Regions from separate parts of the Mus musculus genome. Here regions 1 and 2 are each linked to region 3. A link is a contact called in public Hi-C and HiChIP or PLAC-seq data. All regions are on one chromosome and are shown on one strand. Each heading gives the region's core, a stretch centred on a gene start, on an enhancer-like site or on the middle of the called end of the contact. The rest is flanking DNA. Distances are from core to core; before and after follow the strand shown.

The links. Hi-C and Micro-C count contacts between places; a contact is called where the count stands out from the background. HiChIP or PLAC-seq counts read pairs in DNA pulled down with a chosen protein or histone mark.
Region 1: a contact with region 3 is called in an H3K27ac HiChIP or PLAC-seq map of hepatocytes, with 5 times the contacts expected there. The contact joins two enhancer-like sites. A contact is called at or near these places in 6 of 484 Hi-C or Micro-C datasets (the AML12 cell line, bone marrow-derived macrophages, granulocyte-monocyte progenitors and 2 more), 14 of 115 datasets of contacts at active chromatin or transcription factors (the HPC-7 cell line, bone marrow-derived macrophages, embryonic stem cells and 8 more) and 1 of 9 other capture datasets (embryonic stem cells).
Region 2: a contact with region 3 is called in a Hi-C map of bone marrow-derived macrophages, with 27 read pairs. The contact joins two enhancer-like sites. A contact is called at or near these places in 1 of 15 datasets of contacts at CTCF or cohesin (large pre-B cells), 6 of 484 Hi-C or Micro-C datasets (the G1E-ER4 cell line, bone marrow-derived macrophages, extraembryonic endoderm stem cells and 2 more) and 19 of 115 datasets of contacts at active chromatin or transcription factors (acute myeloid leukemia, bone marrow-derived macrophages, embryonic basal ganglia and 12 more).

Annotation. Positions count from the first base shown.
Region 1 is chr13:37,714,561-37,717,260 of GRCm38.p6, forward strand. No RefSeq gene overlaps it. Among named protein-coding and RNA genes, the nearest start is that of Gm40918, 19 kb to the right of the region's middle. Within about 2 kb of position 1,386, at least 44 of the 459 cell types and tissues checked have an H3K27ac peak or open chromatin away from gene starts, as enhancers often do. A contact at or near this core is called in bone marrow-derived macrophages, granulocyte-monocyte progenitors, hepatocytes and 5 more, where this site is marked.
Region 2 is chr13:37,738,912-37,741,611 of GRCm38.p6, forward strand. No RefSeq gene overlaps it. Among named protein-coding and RNA genes, the nearest start is that of Gm40918, 5.5 kb to the left of the region's middle. Within about 2 kb of position 1,355, at least 27 of the 459 cell types and tissues checked have an H3K27ac peak or open chromatin away from gene starts, as enhancers often do. A contact at or near this core is called in acute myeloid leukemia, bone marrow-derived macrophages, hepatocytes and 1 more, where this site is marked.
Region 3 is chr13:37,451,173-37,453,872 of GRCm38.p6, forward strand. No RefSeq gene overlaps it. Among named protein-coding and RNA genes, the nearest start is that of Gm4035, 17 kb to the left of the region's middle. Within about 2 kb of position 1,394, at least 268 of the 459 cell types and tissues checked have an H3K27ac peak or open chromatin away from gene starts, as enhancers often do. A contact at or near this core is called in acute myeloid leukemia, bone marrow-derived macrophages, granulocyte-monocyte progenitors and 6 more, where this site is marked.

The DNA of each region.
Region 1 (2,700 bases), core at 136-2,635, 260 kb after region 3:
ACTTAACCTCTGTCCTGAGGCTTCATATCCAAAGTAAAGATGGGGAAGGCCCACTTAGTACACTTTTCTTCTCACCCCACTGTGCCTCTTGCCAAAGTGAAATTAAAAAAAAAAAAAGTGAGATTACATTACCCACTGTTACAAATGTCACATATATGAAGAAGTAACAAGAGACAGAGTAGGGTCTACTAGTAGTAATGGCACTGTCCTAAATGGAGTTGCTCATCTGCTTCCTGAGATGCCTTTAAACCTAAAAGGATACAGAAAGGCTGAAATGAGTTTGGGTATGTAGGCTAGGGACAAATATCCTCCTAACTTGCAGCATGGAAAACTTCAGTCAGTTCAAAGAAAGCCACTGTGCATCCTTGGGCTAAAGAATCCAGAGGAGGAGGAAGGATGGTGGCAAGCACGACAGAGGGGTAGTGCAGAGAAAAAGGAGAACTCTGGGCAGAAGCAAAGGGTGGAAACGCCTGCCAGTGCCAAGCAAGTATCAGCCCTGACTTTGCAAAGCTGGAACTCCCAGCACTTGTTCAGCTGAAACACGTCTGGGTGCTCTGCATGGTGAATGCAGGGCAATCACCTTGTGATTCACACTGTCGGTCCACAGACAGCTTGGGCAGGAAGGAAAATCATCTAAAATCTCTGGAGGAAAAAACAAACAACCAAGAGTGCACACTCAGAGCACACAGCCAGATGAGCAAACAATAGGACGACCCAATCGTTGTCACAAACACTGTCAACCTCTGCCCCTGGAGCAGAGGGGAGCCCCCGTGGAGAGACCAAGCTCTCTGAATCACACTGCCTTCTCCAGGAGTCACGGTGTCTCACTGGATGCCCAGCCCCTGTTTATACACAAGAACTAACCCACAGGCCATGGCACCCTTTGCAGCCTGGGCCAGGTACAGTCAGAGCATGCCTGTAGTCTAGTAACCCCTGCTTGGGGGCCCAGATCCTGTGACTCCCACATACGCACACAGAATCCTGATTGCGACAGTAGGTTAAAGTTCAGAAACTGCCTGGTGCAAATGTCCCAGGGATCAGCTGCACCTTCGCTGGCAGATAACCCCAGTTAGCAGAGAAAGCACTGAGCAGTGCTTCTGAGCCATCCTTCCTTCCAGCAACCTGGCTCATGAAGGTCCCTAACCAGTCTTTCCAGTACTGATCCCCCATTACAGCTGGATTAATGGAATCTTAATTTTTTTCCCAAAATAAACAATGATTCCCATGCTCTACTGTCCAGCATCACCGTCTAACTAATTTGTAGTAAAAAATAAACCACTGGCCATCTGCTTAAAAGTAAGGGCACAGACGACTATCTCTCCTTCCAGATTGCTCTCCGAAACGGGGTTTGGGATCCACCAAGCAGACCCGAGACATATTGACTTACTGAGTCAGCCCTGAGCCCCAGTGTTGGCAAGGAGGAAATGGATTGTGAACTCTTTCTAGGGGACCTGAGCTTTGTCCTCTAATCAAAACGTTCACCGAACCAGAATCTTTAATGAAGCTCCTGTAGCAGGGGGCCCATCAAAACACACATAGGGAGGATTTGTGCCCAGGGCTAACTGATTTGGAGGAAGCAGAAATGAGACCCCCCCACCCCCACCCCAAATGAGAGCCATGCTTTCATTAGACCTAGCAACAGGTTTCAAAGGCAAAAAGCAAACCCTAGCAGCAAAGAACAAAAAATACCTTTGTTGGCCCCAAGACAACTCAGTGCGGTCCCACGTTAGGTGGAACATGACAAGAAACTCAGATTCCTGGGAGGAGTGAAGGATGACGCAATCGATGTGGGCTGTGGGTTTGGATGAGGATCATGGGACAAAGGACTTGAGTAGGATTTGAATCGGAACGGAAAGCAGCTGTGGTTTCTCAGGTCTTCACCTACCCTCTCCAGCCTGTCTCCTTACACACAGTCCCCTGGGCTATCCCACCCACAGCTTCAACTGCTACCTGCATAGCATGACTCATAAACCTTATCTCCAGACCTGCCTCTGGATCCTAGGCTCCCGGATCCAACACTGCAGTCATTTCCTTCATTGTCCCAACTAGCTACCCAAATTCACCACTCTTATCCTCTTCATCCTGGGCACCTACCAAAACGTGATGCTCAAACAACCAGACAGCCTGGGCTCTTCCCAACTTCCTCTTCCTCACACACACCCAAGACCAACTGGCTACATTGTCTAATTGTCTCCTCCCCTCTCCAGCAACCATTCCATCTTAGACCCAGGCCCTTACTATTTCTGTTACCTTTTACCCAGTCTCCCAGACTCTAGCCTTGGTGCCCTGTCATAGCAGGTGGGTCTTGTTAAGCCAGCCTTCTGCAGAAGGCACCTGTGCTCCTGAATTGCACATGAAACCCTCTGTCTCAAACAGATCTGCAAACAAAAAGGCCAAGGCTTTGCCCCCAAGGCCCTGAGCTTTTTGTTTGTGGAGCATTTTTAAATGAGGACTTTAAGAGTTCACCATGTTCTTAGCAAGACTAGTTAAGAGGTGAAGCTGCCAGATGGTGTGTGTTGTAAATGACACCCATAGATAGGCCACCCAGTAACACCTGATGTGGAATACCACCCTCGGGCACCCTGCTTCCTGCTCCTGCTTCCTGCTCCTGCTTCTACTCACCAGTAACTGACTTTGGCTCTCCTCAGGAGACTTTCAAGATGAAGCCTATGGTACTTCTAGCCTCCAGCTTAGAGTTCC
Region 2 (2,700 bases), core at 105-2,604, 290 kb after region 3:
CTTAGGGTTTTGCTGCTGTGAAGAGACACCATGAGCAAAGCCACTCTTATTAAGGAAAACATTTACTTGGGGCTGGGTTACAGGCTCAGAGGGTCAGTCCATTATCATCAAAGCTGAAACATGGCAGCACCTAGGCAAGCATGGAGCAGGAGGAGCTGAGAGTTCATCTTGTTTTGAAGACAAAAAGAAGACTGGCTTCCAGGTAGCTAGGATGAGTGCCTTAAAGCCCACACCCACAGTGACACATTTCCTCCACCAAGGCAACATCTCCTAATGATGCTGCTATCTGGGCCAACCACATTCAAACCACCACACATTCACAATGATATTAGTGATTCTACTTATTTAAGGTGTCTGGACTGGGTCACTTTACAGATGTGATGGACTGATGAGACAGCTCAGTGGGCAAAGTGCTTGCTGCTAAGCCTAATGAAGTGAGTTCTCGTCAGGACCCGCTTGGAGGAAGGAAAGAATCCATTCCCACAGGCTGTTCTCTGACCTCCACACAAGCACTGTAGCACGTTTGTGGACAGACACACACACACACACATACACACCAGGACTGGAAGAGATGGGCATGAGAGTGCTTGGGTTCCAGATCAGGAAATGGAAGAGCTCTGGGGACAGTTGACGGTTTTGTAACAACATTGTTCTTAATATCAATAAGTTACACTGGGCGGTGGTGGTGCACGCCTTTAATCCCAGCACTCGGGAGGCAGAGGCAGAGGCAGGCGGATTTCTGAGTTCGAGGCCAGCCTGGTCTACAAAGTAAGTTCCAGGGCAGCCAGGGCTATACAGAGAAACCCTGTCTCAAAAAACATATATATATATATATATGTGTGTGTGTGTGTGTGTGTGTGTGTGTGTGTGTGTGTGTGTGTGTTACATACTTTCAAATAATCAGATCTGAAGTGAGGGGAAGCTAAAGATATGAAAGGGTGTGGTGGGGTGTGCCTTTAATTCCAGCACTTGCAAGGCCAGCCTGGTCTAGTAACAATAGAAACTCTAACAACCAAAGACAACATTCCTCATTTCTCTTTCTCTCTAAGGCTGACAACACTGGTCTGTTTCTTCACATTGGTCTCTTCTAGGTAGCGATTAGTAGATTCATGTAGGGATGTGTGTGTGTGTGTGTGTGTGTGTGTGTGTGTGTCATGTTGTGTTTTAGTTTGCTTTCTACTGCAGTGATAATACCATGACTAAAAGCATCTTGGAGAGGAAAGGACTTATTCAGCTCACCCATGCCAGTCACAGTCCAGCATGAAGTGAAGACAGGGCAGAGACTCATGCCGGAACCTGGAGGGCGATGCTGAGACAGTGGACTTGGAGAAACGCTGCCTACTGGCTAGTTTTCTGAGGCTTATTCTGCTATTTGATAAAACTCAGGATCACTTGCCAGGGGTAGCACCACCCACAGTGGGCTGGGCCCTCCTGAGTCAATAATTCATCAAGAAAATGCCCCACGGGCAAACCTAATGGAAGCAATTCCCTCTTGCTTCCCCTGGCATTGGCATTCCCTCTTTTTAGGTGATTCTGGCTTGTGTCAAGATGTGACAAAAAACAAGCTAACTAACCAGCACACGTATGTATGTATATATGTTTGTGTGTATATATGTGTGTGAGGTGCATGTATACATGTGTGTATATTTGTGTGTTTGCATGTTATGTATATATGAACATGGGAGTGGCTTACTGTTTTTAACATAGACTTTAGTTTTCAGGCATGTTGTACTTTGTCTGACTTCCTTTTAGATCCAGGAACACTCCCGGGCTATACTTCTCATACCTCTTTCTCCATCTATCCTTTAATACTCTGGGGTTGCTTCCGCCTTTCAGCTATCGTGTGCAGTGTGCCTGAGTGTGTGAATGTTCAATGGAAATTATAAGAATCAGTGATCCCTGAGAGTCTAGAAAAATGAAGGAGGTGACCTCTCTCTCTCACTAGTTCTGAGAAATCATTTCTTTTACGGAGTCAGAAATGTAAGAGCAGGAAGTGATTATAAAACCATCATCTCTATTTATTTATAGACCAGGAAGCAGACACCGAGCAACTACACAGGGTAGTTTATAAACTGTGCGGTCTCTTGCACAGAGAGGGGGTGCTGGAAAGGACCCTTCTCCCACGAAAAATTATCTGCATGGCTTATCACACCACATACCTCAAATTCCCTGCAGTAGAAAAAATATATTAATTTAGATGAAGACACTGGCAATACTACCAGGAATCTCCCAGGAAAATATAAATAGCTCTGCAGGAAAGTCACTGCTGACCCACAATCCATTGTCTTGAAAGACTGGTTTTCCACAGAACAAGAAGCTAGAGTAGATGCTGAGGGAACAGAGCTGTACCGGTTTTGGGGGGGGGGGGGCAGGAGATGTGTCGTGTGTAATTCTGAGTGCAGATGCTCCATAGGATATGGCTGCCTCATTCAGGATCCAGGCATCTGGCAGTCACCTGTATCAAATTCGGAGGCTAAAGATGTGAAAGGGTGTGGTGGGGTGTGCCCTTAATTCCAGCACTAGCAAGGCAGAGGCAGATGGATATCTCTGAATTCAAGGCCAGCTTGGTCCATTCTAGGCTAGCTAGAGCTGTATAAGGAGATCTTATCTCAAGAAGGGACAAGAAAGAAAAGAGGCTCAAGAGGTGTGGTGGCACATACCTGTCATCCTAGCATTTGCTCTGCATAGCAAGACTCCATC
Region 3 (2,700 bases), core at 144-2,643:
TTGGAAGCTTGGTCTCCAGCTTGAGTTAATAATTGAAAGTGGTGAAATCTTTAAGAGGTGGATCCTGATAGGCAGTTAAGCTGTTGCATGAGGTTATTAGATTTTAGGTGGTTGCTGGTTTGGTTTGGTTTGGTTTGGTTTTTGCTTCCTGGTCACTAGGAGACCGGCAGCTTCATCAGCCACATGCTCAAGTTCAGCAAAACCAAGTGACGATGGACTGAAATCATGGACCAACGTAACCTTTTGCTTGTTATAAATTCATCAGCTCGGGTGCTCTGTGATGGTAATGGAAAGCTGACAGATACACAGATGGTGGTTAAGTGCCGTGTGCTTGTAAGGAGGTTCTAAGGATGTGGCCTTGGATCTGAGCAGCAATGTCTGAGAAAGCAAAACTCATGAGGTAACCAGTCTGAGGACAAACCTGGAATCTAGTCTTCAGCATTGCAAGTCCGATTTCTAGCTTAGTGGCTCAGGGCACTGAATCAGGCTCTTGGCAGGGGTTTTGCACAGCATTGACCCGGCACCCTGTGAGATCAGAAAGGGGAAGTGCTAGGCTGAGACCCATGCAGAGATGAGATGCTCTCATGAAGGAAGTGGGAGGAGAGCTGGCAGCTTGAGGGAGAAGCCAACTTACTGAGAGATGTTTTGTGATTTAGAAAAAGACATAAGGCAATTTTTTTTAATTGAAAAAAAGAGAAAAAGAAAAATCCATTGGTGAGAAAAAGACCAAAATGTACAGAGAAAGAATCAAAGGGGGAGGGGGGGTCATCGTTTCAGAGGAGATGGTCAAGGAGGGTAGAAATCCAGCCATGGGAAGATGTTTATTTTCTAAGAAAGGAGAAGGAGGCAAACTGGGAAATGTGGAGAATGTCAAGGATGGGGGCAGGAAATGCAGGAAGCTCGCAACAGATGGCCTCAATCTTCTAAGTGAGAAAAGAGGCAGCAGTTAGCTGGGTGCCGATGGGAGACTGGACTGGAGGCGTCCCTAATGGCCACGGGGGTCTGGGCTGGGTCCTAGGCTAGCCACAGCTGCACTTCTCAAGCCTGCCTGTAAACGGAGTGGCGAACAGTGTGGCAGTGCAGATTTCCAGACTTCTCCCTCGAGACGTGCATTCTGCAGAACTGGGGTGGCCCGAAATCTATGTCATCAGGTTGGGCTCGGAGAACACTTGCCTCTTTAGAGAAACTGGCCAGTGTGAGAACCGTTGCTCTCAGGAGACCCATAAACAACTGGGAAGCGCGACCCTGAGGGATCGCTTTGAATCCCTGCCTCCGCCAAACTCCTCCACCAGGAAGCTGTAGGGAAGAAAACCAGAGGTGGGGGTTAACTGTGTGCCTGTGTATCTATCCAGGAGGGAGGAGTCTAACCAGGTCTGCCCTGGAAGGCGAGGTATATCCGGAAGGGAGTGATCTAGCTAAGGCAGCAGAGCCTAGCAAATAGGGTGTGGCCTGGCCAGGGGGGTGGAACTGAGTCAGAAGGCAGAAAACATGGTCTCTAGCACGGGCGGCGAGGGAGTCCAGTGAGGGATGGTGTCTAGCCAGGAAGATGGAACTGAACCAAAGGAGGACAGACAGGTCTATGAAAGAGAACGGTCTCTCCAGAGTGTTGTGTTTGGAAGTCTGGAATGTTGCATTCACCATGCTTGACCTTGGACCACCCATAGCAGAGACCAAAGGCAAGAGAGTTCTGCTAGGCTATGGGCAAAGTCAAGACAGAGGAGCCAGGAGAGATGGAGAAGTGGGGAGGAGATGGAATCTCGGACTTGGGGGATGGGATAGGCAGGTAGTCCCCATCAAGCGAGGGAGGGCATACCCCCATGAGCACACTGCTTAGATCAATTGCATCTTGCTAAGGTAGAAATTTAGTGTAGGGGGAAATTAGATTTATATGGCAATAAACACATTCTACTGATTTGTAAGAAATGGAGAAAAAAGTCACCACCACCACCAGGCAGCATCAAAAGCTCGCAAAGATTTTTCTGAAGCTGTTTCCCAAGATTCATGTCTTTCTATGATGAGGCCCGTTTAAGAAAACGAGCTGAGACGATCCTTTGGCTTAGGAAATGGCTACCTGGCTTGATTCCGCAGACCTTTGGTGGACCTCCTTCCCAGCACCTCTGCCTTATGGCCTCAAGAGGGCGCTGCTCCACTTCCTAAACTCCCCAAAGGCAGCTGATGCCCTTGGGAGGCCTCGCCCTCAGTGTTCCTGCAGACATTTAAAGGGGAACACGCACAGAAAGAGACAAAAAATACAGTTTAACGCCTTAGCCTCTTACACGTGGTCCTCACAGGAACAACGGTAACACCAACTAGGAGCTTGCAGAATACGCCACGCCCCCACCACTGCCCCGACAGGCTTCTGTTTGAAATTATCAACATCTTAACGAGGTTCTCCTGGGACCTCTCTATACAAATCCACTTTAGAGAAGCAATGGCCTCGCCAACAAGGTGCTATTTCTTGATTATCTGCCCTTTCTTCTCCCCACCCCCCACCCCCCAACAACTTGGGCACTGCCTCTATAGCAGCCATCCCCAAGAACATTCTCTCAGACCTTACCACAGCTTAAACTCAACATTTAGTCTGTCCTTTCCAAGAGGAAGGTGCTTCATTTTAAGAAGCTAGGGTTTTGTTTTGGTTTTTTGTTTCTGTTTTTGTTTTTTTCTTAAGAATTATAAAGTTATTTTTGCTGTGACTTTAGT